2 separate regions of the Pan troglodytes genome follow, and region 1 is linked to region 2. A link is a contact called in public capture Hi-C data. All regions are on one chromosome and are shown on one strand. The core of a region is the stretch at or near the end of the contact, and the rest is flanking DNA. Distances in the headings are between cores, read along the strand shown.

What was found. Capture Hi-C pulls out chosen DNA fragments and counts their contacts.
Region 1: a contact with region 2 is called in a capture Hi-C map of stem cell-derived neural stem cells, with 3 times the contacts expected there. The contact joins two enhancer-like sites. A contact is called at or near these places in 1 of 1 datasets of contacts at active chromatin or transcription factors (stem cell-derived excitatory neurons) and 1 of 1 other capture datasets (stem cell-derived neural stem cells).

The regions. Positions count from the first base shown.
Region 1 is chr16:88,155,224-88,159,630 of NHGRI_mPanTro3-v2.0_pri, forward strand. No RefSeq gene overlaps it. Among named protein-coding and RNA genes, the nearest start is that of NR2F2, 20 kb to the left of the region's middle. Within about 2 kb of position 2,503, at least 8 of the 24 cell types and tissues checked have an H3K27ac peak or open chromatin away from gene starts, as enhancers often do. A contact at or near this core is called in stem cell-derived neural stem cells, where this site is marked.
Region 2 is chr16:87,863,145-87,867,621 of NHGRI_mPanTro3-v2.0_pri, forward strand. The region is part of intron 2 of LOC107968432 (a long non-coding RNA gene); the gene reads right to left. Among named protein-coding and RNA genes, the nearest start is that of NR2F2, 270 kb to the right of the region's middle. Within about 2 kb of position 2,762, at least 2 of the 24 cell types and tissues checked have an H3K27ac peak or open chromatin away from gene starts, as enhancers often do. A contact at or near this core is called in stem cell-derived neural stem cells, where this site is marked.

The DNA of each region.
Region 1 (4,407 bases), core at 1,253-3,752, 290 kb after region 2:
GGCGCAGGCTTCCGAGAGGAAAAGCTTGATCATTACCCCCTTTGGAACTATATTTTTCCACCCAACCTCCTGCTTGAGAGGAGGGGGTGGGGGGCGAACCGCGCTGCAAGTTCGGAGCAATTGGAATCAGGCTCGCGGTGCGCTGATCTCGGGTGACAGAGCGTGTGTTGAAGCTGAACTCTATAATTTGCGCTTCTGTTCCTTTATTAGGCCTGGACAACGAACTAATGAGCTTTGGCCCAGTACAATGTCACTTGTATTTATTTTCTTACGGCAACTTTGAGATAGCGGAAGTGTTCTTTACCAAGAGCCAGGGAGGGCCCGGAGTCCTGCCGGCTGCTGTCCCGGCCTGGGTCGGTGGCTGCGTCCCGGGGGAGCGAGGGCGCGGTGAGAGAGCGCGCGCAGAGCCGGCAGAGCTCGGGGACTGGGCTTTTAGGCGAAGCTAATGGGGCCCTCAGGAAGGCGTTAGGCCCTTTGGAGGCCCAGGCATCCCTACAGGAGCAGCTCCCTGAGGATGAGGTCGGGGGGTGCGGGGCAAGTCCAGGGCAAGTTCCCAGGCACGAGATGATGGAAGGCGCGAAAGTGGCATGGCTTCCTCCTGGCTCAGAGCAGGGGGTCCTTCCGCAAAGACTGCCAGGCCAAGGAACCCTCTGAGCAAGCAGATGTACTCCGCCCGGTGGCCTGGGCGTCTGCTTTCTGCTGCAGGAACCTGGCCCAGCTCTGTTGCTCTCTGGGTTGGGGGTGAGGTGGGGTGAAGAGGATGCTTTAAAGGAGTTCTTGGGGTCCTCGGCATGCGGGGACTCCCTCCCTTCTCTTTCTGGTTTGGCCACTCCAAAGGGTCGAAGTTGGAGAGGCCTGGAATAAAGTGAAGAAGCAGTGGGGGTTGGAGGGACAGAAGGGTCGGCGGAGGCACTGCGGCGTCCCTTGTTCCCTGGCAGAGAGAATACGAGCCCACCACGGGGGGATTGTGGGTGGGGGGCAAGGGAAGGGAAGCCCCAGGAACTGCGAGGGGAGCGAGTACTTCTCTCCGCAGCCTGCCACTTCCCGAGGCTCCCGCCAGGCAGCCCTCGTTAATAACGCCTAGACACCGTGCCCCTGCCCGCCCCATCTCTCCTTGCCTCTCCTCACTTCATCTCTCTGCCTTACCACCCCCTCCCCACCTTTTCCTTCCTTCCTGCAAATGGGTGTTAACGTGGGTCTTTATGTTCTGTCTATAACTAGGATGTAATCACGCACCCCATGCCTCTCTCTAAAAGCATTTAATAAATGTCTATTAAAGCGCTACAAATGTAAGATGAATTTAGTGGCGCGGCTGCCTCCCTGAATCCGAACGGTAATGATGGATTTATCAACGGGGATTCGCCTTCAGCCCAGCGAGGGAGGTTTACTCAGCAAATATGTCGGCGAGCACCCACCCAAATGCAATCATTTGACCCCCTGCGGACGATAGCTGCCGTGCCCCTTCCCACCGCTGGTCCTGGTTGGCCAGGGTCGCTCGGGGCCAGAGGCCGGCCCGGATGACCAGAGAGGTGGCCTCACGGATCCCTTGGCCTCTCGCCCCCTCCTCTGTTTCCTCCTCTCAGCTTGAGGCTCTCCTGGCAAGGGGGATCGATCTGGCGTGTAGGTTTGGTGGGGAGGGAGAGGGTGGTGGCGGTGCCAGAGCACAAGATGAAGTGTGGGCTGTCTTGGCGTTGCCAGGAGACATCAGTGGGTGCCATCATGCCCTTCTTAGTTTGGAAGGGGCACAATTGTACCCAAGTCTCTGAGTGTGAGCTTAAGTGCCCTGCTTTTGACCAAATCTTAGTGTCTGGGATCGTGGCTGACTCGGCCCAGCCCTGGGCCCCATTGTAGGAAACGTGGCTGTAGGACAGAAGCCTGTGGTGCCCAGCCCCTTGGAAGGGCTCAGGTGTGCCCAGAGCGAATGCCTTGCCTGCCCATCCTCCTGGGGCTCCCTAGACCCCAAGCCAAAGCAGAGATACCTGTTATCAAAGGTTGGGGAAGAGCCTCCAAGGCAGGGGCAAAACTTCCATATCTCTTTCCCCCAAACGGATCTAGCTTCTCCTTCACCTTCCCCCACCGAGGCCACCCGGCCATTTTAAAGTTTAGTGGCTGTGGACTTTTAGAATTTGGTTTGGGCTGTGATCCTTACCGCACAGACCCAATGACCACCACCTCTTTCTTTTTGTCTTTTATCTGCTCTCCTTTTGAGGGGGAGGAAAGTGCTGGCCTGTTCCATCAAGCCCAGTTCGCATTTGCTTTAGCCTCTGATTTCTCTTTCTTCTTTGGAAATTTCATTGAGATGTCTCTGTACTTCGCTTGTCAGTTATCTTTGTTCCTTTTAAATAAAGGGCTTTTAAATGGACTTATTGCTCCCAGCGTGGGTTCCTCTCTCTAAATGTTAGAAAATTGTGCCATCTACCCGCTATGCTGAGTACTGTCACACTCGGAGACCTCGGGGACCTCCGGGCAGGCTTCAATGCTGCAGTGTCAGGGGCCGCGGGCAGCAGGAGGAGGGGGCGGCTCACGTGGATTTTTACAGATCTCCGCCTGCAGCCGGCCCGCGTGGCCACGCCAGGGCACGGCCCGAGACGCGCGCAGCCGCCAGCTTGATGGCGGCCGCGAACTTGGCTGCAGCGGCAGATCTCCGAGCAAATCGCAGGCGTGGCTGGGACTCTTCGCTTCTGCAGGATACAGCTGGCCGAGGGGGAGCCGCGGGTGGTTTTGGACCCCAACAGCAACTGGGGGTCAGGGATAACGGAGGACAATGGGAAAGGGAGAGCTGCCTAGGAGGGGGAGAGGGGTGGATTTTGCCGCGCCGCTTTGGAGCGCTCCCACGGCGTCTCCAGGCCGGTCTCTTTCCTTGGGGGATGCCAGGCTAGGGGCAGCGGAGAGCGAAAGCCGCGGAGTGGCTTCCCTGTCTCTTGGCCAGAGAGAGTTCTGGCCAGGCAGTTCGGCTGCAACTTTCAGATCCATTTTCTCTGGTGGAGATATTTCTGGTGTCTTTTTGTAGGCCAGACTTCTTTCCTTTAGGGGAGAGTGGTTTAGATGGACCGAATTTGAGCAAATCAGGTGTCTGATGTGGGGTATCTTCACCCCAGCCCCGCCTCTGCAAAACACCCATCCGCAACTGCAGGCTCTTTTGAATGAGTTAAAATGGATTAACAGTTTGGATTTTATTATGTGGCTCCCCCTCACAGATGCCTTTTTTGTTGTTGTTTTTTGTTGTTTTGTTTTAACCCATTAGGAGTATTAGCTAAGATTTCCAAGTGTCAGTTGGGTATTTATGCTTGTGGGGGAAAAAAAATCTCCGATACGGTTTATGACTTTTATTACATGCTTCACACTGTTCGAGAAATGGAGTTTTAAGCAACATACAATTAAATCTATATTGCTCTTTGGAAAAGGGCCAAGGAACTCAGCAATCAATTAGTTTAGATCTTTTCATACTTGTTGCTAAAATCAAAGTATAAAACTACAACCCTGGCTATACCTAAGAATAGCTTCTTTTCCTATTTTTTTTCAAGTCATGTAGCTAACACGTAGGAAATGGCAGCTGCCTTATTTTCCCAAGTTTCTTTTTTCTGATTCTTCTGCATAGATTAGCCTTTAAATAATCAAACTATTTTCTCTCCCCCCCCCCCCCTTTCTCTCATTGCAGTTTCTCATCTGCCTTTATCTGCCTGGTTTAGTTTTTAAAAATACATTTATTTGTAATATGTATTATTTTTAAAATAAATGTTCCTTATCCTCTCTCTTTCTTCCCCCTCCCCTTGCCTGGCAGTAAGAAGGGAAACGATGTTGTTTAATAATCACAATAATACAGTGCTTTCTAGACAAAGGCAAAATTAAATTTTTTATAACCACAACAAGAAGGGAATCAACCTCTCTTTCTCTCTCTCTCATCTCTGTCTCTTTAAATAAGCAGCTTAGGAAATAATCTCCCGCACTGAACAGAAACTGCTTCCTCCTTGAAAATGCCACCGTTCCCACCGCCCTGGCCCTCTCTGGGCCAATCCCTTGGGCTGTCCGCTGTCTGCCTGTCCAAGACCCTGGTTGGGGTGGGGGTGCGCCTATGGAGATCCAGGGGCGTAGTGAGAAGGCAATGGGGTCTCGCTCGCCTACGTGCGGCTGCCGAGGCGGGGCTGACAGCAAGTTCTAAAGAGGGGCAGCTAATTTATTAAGTAATTCTTACTCCGCTTCAGCATCCTCTGCCTACAGCTCCCGAGGCTCCGGCGAGGAGGGGGAGGGGTCTGGGGCTGTGCATCTCCCCCTCCGCATTTCCTTCTCCGCCTTCCAGGCTCCGCCAGCCCCTTCACCAGCCTCATCACTAATTAAAACGCCCTGTGGCTTTGGGACTGAGTAGGCCGGTCGTTGAACTGTCATCTCCGCCAGGATGGGAAATCTAGA
Region 2 (4,477 bases), core at 1,512-4,011:
AATTTCCATTCCTATCCTATCTCCTCCAAACGCACTCATGCTATGTATGTTCACATTTCTGATGAAACAACAAAAATGAATGCTTTCTGATCCAATAACTCTACTTCTAAGGATTCCACTGAAGCAGGGGAAAACCTTTTAGGCAGCCAAAATATATATGCAAGATTATTTATAATAGCAGCAATTGAAAATAACCTATAGGTCCAGGAATAGGGGAATTATTAATCTGGGTTATGGAAAACTATAATAAATACTTATAATAAAATTATGTAGACACGATAAATGAAAAATTTAAAGAATATTTGAGAGTGAAAAAATGTTTATCAAGTTAAGAGTAGCATTCAAATCTGCATGACAGTTATCCTAATCATGTGTGTATTTATACACACTTTTTTCCTTAACAAAATTTATGTGTATTAATAAAAAAGGCTGGAAGGAATAATGTCAAAAATATTTGCAGTAATGAAATTTTCGATAATTTTTTATTCCCTTCTTCAAAGTTTTCCCAATCTTCTTTAGTATTATATAATATATACTTGTATCAACATATAATATCATACTATGTTACTATAATATTATATTACCTTCCAAAGGTAAAAGAAACCTATTTGCTCTAAGGAAATCCTACTGCAGGGTTAGATGAGCTAGAAATTACCGCTTGCATTCCTGACAACCTCAGTTCTCAATAATTAATCCCTGCTGCAATTTCTGCAAAACCCCCTTGGGTAAAGATGTTCATTTTTTTGTGGAGCTGTCTTGTTTGCTGTGTGTTTTCCATGACAGCCTCTGTGCCTTCCACTTCCAAACAAAAACCCTGGGAATCTGGTCGTACAGTAGAAAAGAATATTTGAAATAATTACCACCCTAGAAAATCATCGGATACCTCTAAGAATTTAGTTTCAATGAAGTTATTTAAGAAGATAAAAAGAAAGTCGCTGCTGCAGCTAACGAGCTTTGTGGCAGTCTTGTTATCTATAACATGAGGAAATAATATCTATCTCTTCTCAGGGTTAGGGGGAAAAAGATAGTAAGATCATTGTATGTAAAGTCCATAACAATGTCTGGCAATAGATAATTTTTAAAAGTTAAAAGTTTATCTTCTATTGGGATAGTTAGTACCTAGAAGGCAGGGTGTTTGAAGGGAGGAAAGTAATGCCTGTGTATGGTAATACCAAGACAATGAACACGGAACCACAGAGGGGCAGCAGCCTGCTTGGATGTGAATTTCCTCCTTGTGATGCCTTGACTAGGTTACCTAATTTCTCCATACCTCAGTTTCCCCATTTGTAAAGTAGAGCTGATAACATTTCTTGCGTCAGAAGGTTGTTATGAGGATTATGCCAGGCATTTAGGACAATACCTAGCAAACAGGAATCACTGTATAAGCCAAGTTGAATGTCTGTTGTGACTTGTTCCACAATAACACAAATGGAATTGCCTAGGGTACAGCACTATTTGCTCTGCGAAGTCAGCTTGGACAGCCGGTGTTAGATGCCTCCTGCACTGAACTTTCTGTACCCACAGTGGTTCTTTATGTACACACTAATTTCCTTGGACCTTAATTAATCTAGATCCTGATTGTGTCTTATCTTCGTGTCCTCAAAACCTGGCACTCTGATGTCCACACTAAATATTGAATGTCTTTAGAAACAGGCCACAACACTCATTGTGCATAGACAATGCATCTTATTCATGTTAGGTTGTTTTTGGTTTCTTCCCCCCACCACACACACAAAATGTACTCATTAGATAGATTTTGGGAAACAAGGTCACATTTTACCTCAAATATTGAAAGGTATTAATAAATCCACATTCCATATCTTATTTTTAATAAAATTATTAGGATTCTAGCAAGTAAAATTATATCACTTACTGGAATGACTTTGCCTATTTAAAGAGACATTTCTATTATTCCAATTTGAGCTACTAAGAAACTATTTAAGCAGAAGCTATTGACCCAGCTATTTCTACGCTGCTAAGAGTAAAACTCTCTATACTTACAGCTCACAGCTTACTTTCTGGGTAGCAGGACTCCACAGGGAAACAATAAGGGCATCAACATCATGGAACTTACAAGCCTGGAGTCTTGGCTTCTGGGTCAGGTGACCTTGGGGAAGTCACTTCACTTTCCCAGGTATGATTTCCTTATTTGCCGAGCTAAAATAAGGCTGACAAACCGGTCTACAATTCATTAAGCTGTAGTAGCACAGCAAAGACCCCTGAAAAATTCTGCCCTATTCGGAAATGGACAGTTAGCAGGGAACTGGCAAGCTGATGCCTGTAATTAAACGAGTAACTGAAGTTTATTTCTCTCGAAGTTTCTAGACGCTTCCAAGACGGTGCTGTCTACCTAAATTTTTCTAAACAACTCCAAGCCATCCTTAAAGTGTTTGCGGAATGGACATTCTCAGGCAAAGTCGTTTCCAAGCCCCTTCGGCTCAGCACTGCACCGCAGATCACTGCCTTCTCAAATCAAAGGGGGCCCCCTGCAGAGTTTGTTTACACCATTAAATTTCCTCCAATGTAAAGCCAGGAGAATTTTTCCAGGTGTTCGAATTCCTAGAGGTTGGGGAAAGTGCCGAGCTCTATATGAGAGCAATAGCACGCTAGAGTGAAACACAAAGAACCTTTTTTATGGTGTTGCCCCCTCTGGAGATCTCTATTTAGGGGCTGCCTTGGCAGGGCCCACCAGACCGTCTGTCACTCTCCGCTGACACCGGCTGCCGGAGGAGGGCGGTCCCCGAGGCTCTCGTGCTGGCGGCAGCCCCGCGCTGGCCCCGGGCAAGCCTTGATCCGCCCTGCGCCACGTGGAAGGTGCCTGCACACGGGCTCAGCCGCAGGGGCCCCTAGTACCTCCATCGGGTCTCGTCCCCCACGGCGGGGTCAGAGGGCAAGTCACCGGCCAACCTCCTCCAGAAGCTCTGTTGAAATGAGAAGCAAAAGAGATTCCAAGGACAGCCACAGGTTGAAATCGGAGCGAAAGCCTGGGCTTCCCCGAGCCAGGTGAAGAGAGCTGGCAAGGTCACCCACTCAGTCACCAGGTGGTGCATTTAATTTAAAAGGAGTGTTAACCTTGTTTATACAAAATAACACCAATATGCAGAGAAGCAGTAAATCCATTGTCGTTAAACAGCGGGGAGCCGCTGGCGCTGGCAGCCTGCCCACCGGCGACGGTGAACCGGGCTGGCACCGAGCGGGGAGCCGGGCCTGCCAGCCTGTCCGCCTCGCGAGAGGAGGCCCGGGCTCGCCCTCTCTGCCCTCCAGATGACTCTTTGCATTCTTGTCAAATATATTTAGAACAAGAGGTGTCCACTTAAAGAGAAACATTTGTTAATCACTTAAATGCAGGCGCTTGGCAGCCCTCCAGTTTCACCTTTATAAATATGTAGGATCGGTTTCCAGCTAAGCAGGGACCTCCACAGCGAGTTCCCTTTCTCTCCGCGTCCCCTCGAATTGACCTAAGGTGGATGTCCCTAGCACCTTATTAATTTTCTATCCCAGTGGGCTTTCTGGAGTTAAGGCCAGTCTTCTATCTGGAAGTTGACGGAGATAAATAAATGATGCACCGTGGAGGGAGGGAGAGAGAGAGCATGAGAGGAGTGTTTCTTTAAGTAAGGGACAGATTAAAGTGAAATTCCTGTTGACGGAGGCGCTGGTGTCGACATCCTCCTTGTTTACCAGCAGCTGTCCCTGTTAATGACACTCTGATAACTTTCGGAGGCTGCCCTGCGGTAGTAGGGGAGAAGAAGATAAAGAGGCCTCTGTTTAAATCCTCCGGGCCTCGACCCCACTCTTTTTAACTTCCCTTCCTTTAAGAATGGGTGAAACTGTTCAGAAGGGGCAAATCCTGGGTGCAGAGATTTTTGCCCCGGAAATTTTGAGTTCACAGCATAAAAACTCTGCAGAGCTGATGCCTATTCCAGGAGTGGAAACTCAGGGTTGGCGGTGGGGGGCAGAAAAGGCAGCTGGTCTGCAAGGTGAGGAGGTCTGCAGGAGGCCGGAGGAGAACTCTTCCTTTTGTTTTAAAAACCCTGACACTTCCCTGCCCTCCCCCGGCCCCACCCCAAACAAGTCTTACAGAGGTAACTAAGTATGTTAGGGACAAGGTTACAGAATGAAGGTTCTTTGAGGGCCAATGTATCCTTAGCGTTAACCACACGAAAATCGCTTTGAACACTTGGAACACTCTCCCTCATGAAATTCTCAGGTTTTGGGGGACCTTGCCGGACACCCAGGCTAAAACTTTGAATGTGCAGCTGAGAAAGCAGTTCCAGTAGGTGAAGGGACCTGCCTAAAATCACTTAGTAAGTTTCGTGGCAGGATGAGGACTGGAACCCAGTTCCCTGTCCAACGTTCTTTTCAGACAGACAAATAGATATGAAATACTTTATATTTCATATAATACATATAAATATAAATTTATATATTTTTTAAATTTCCACCTCCCATCCTGAGATAGCAGGCAGACGGCGGCAGC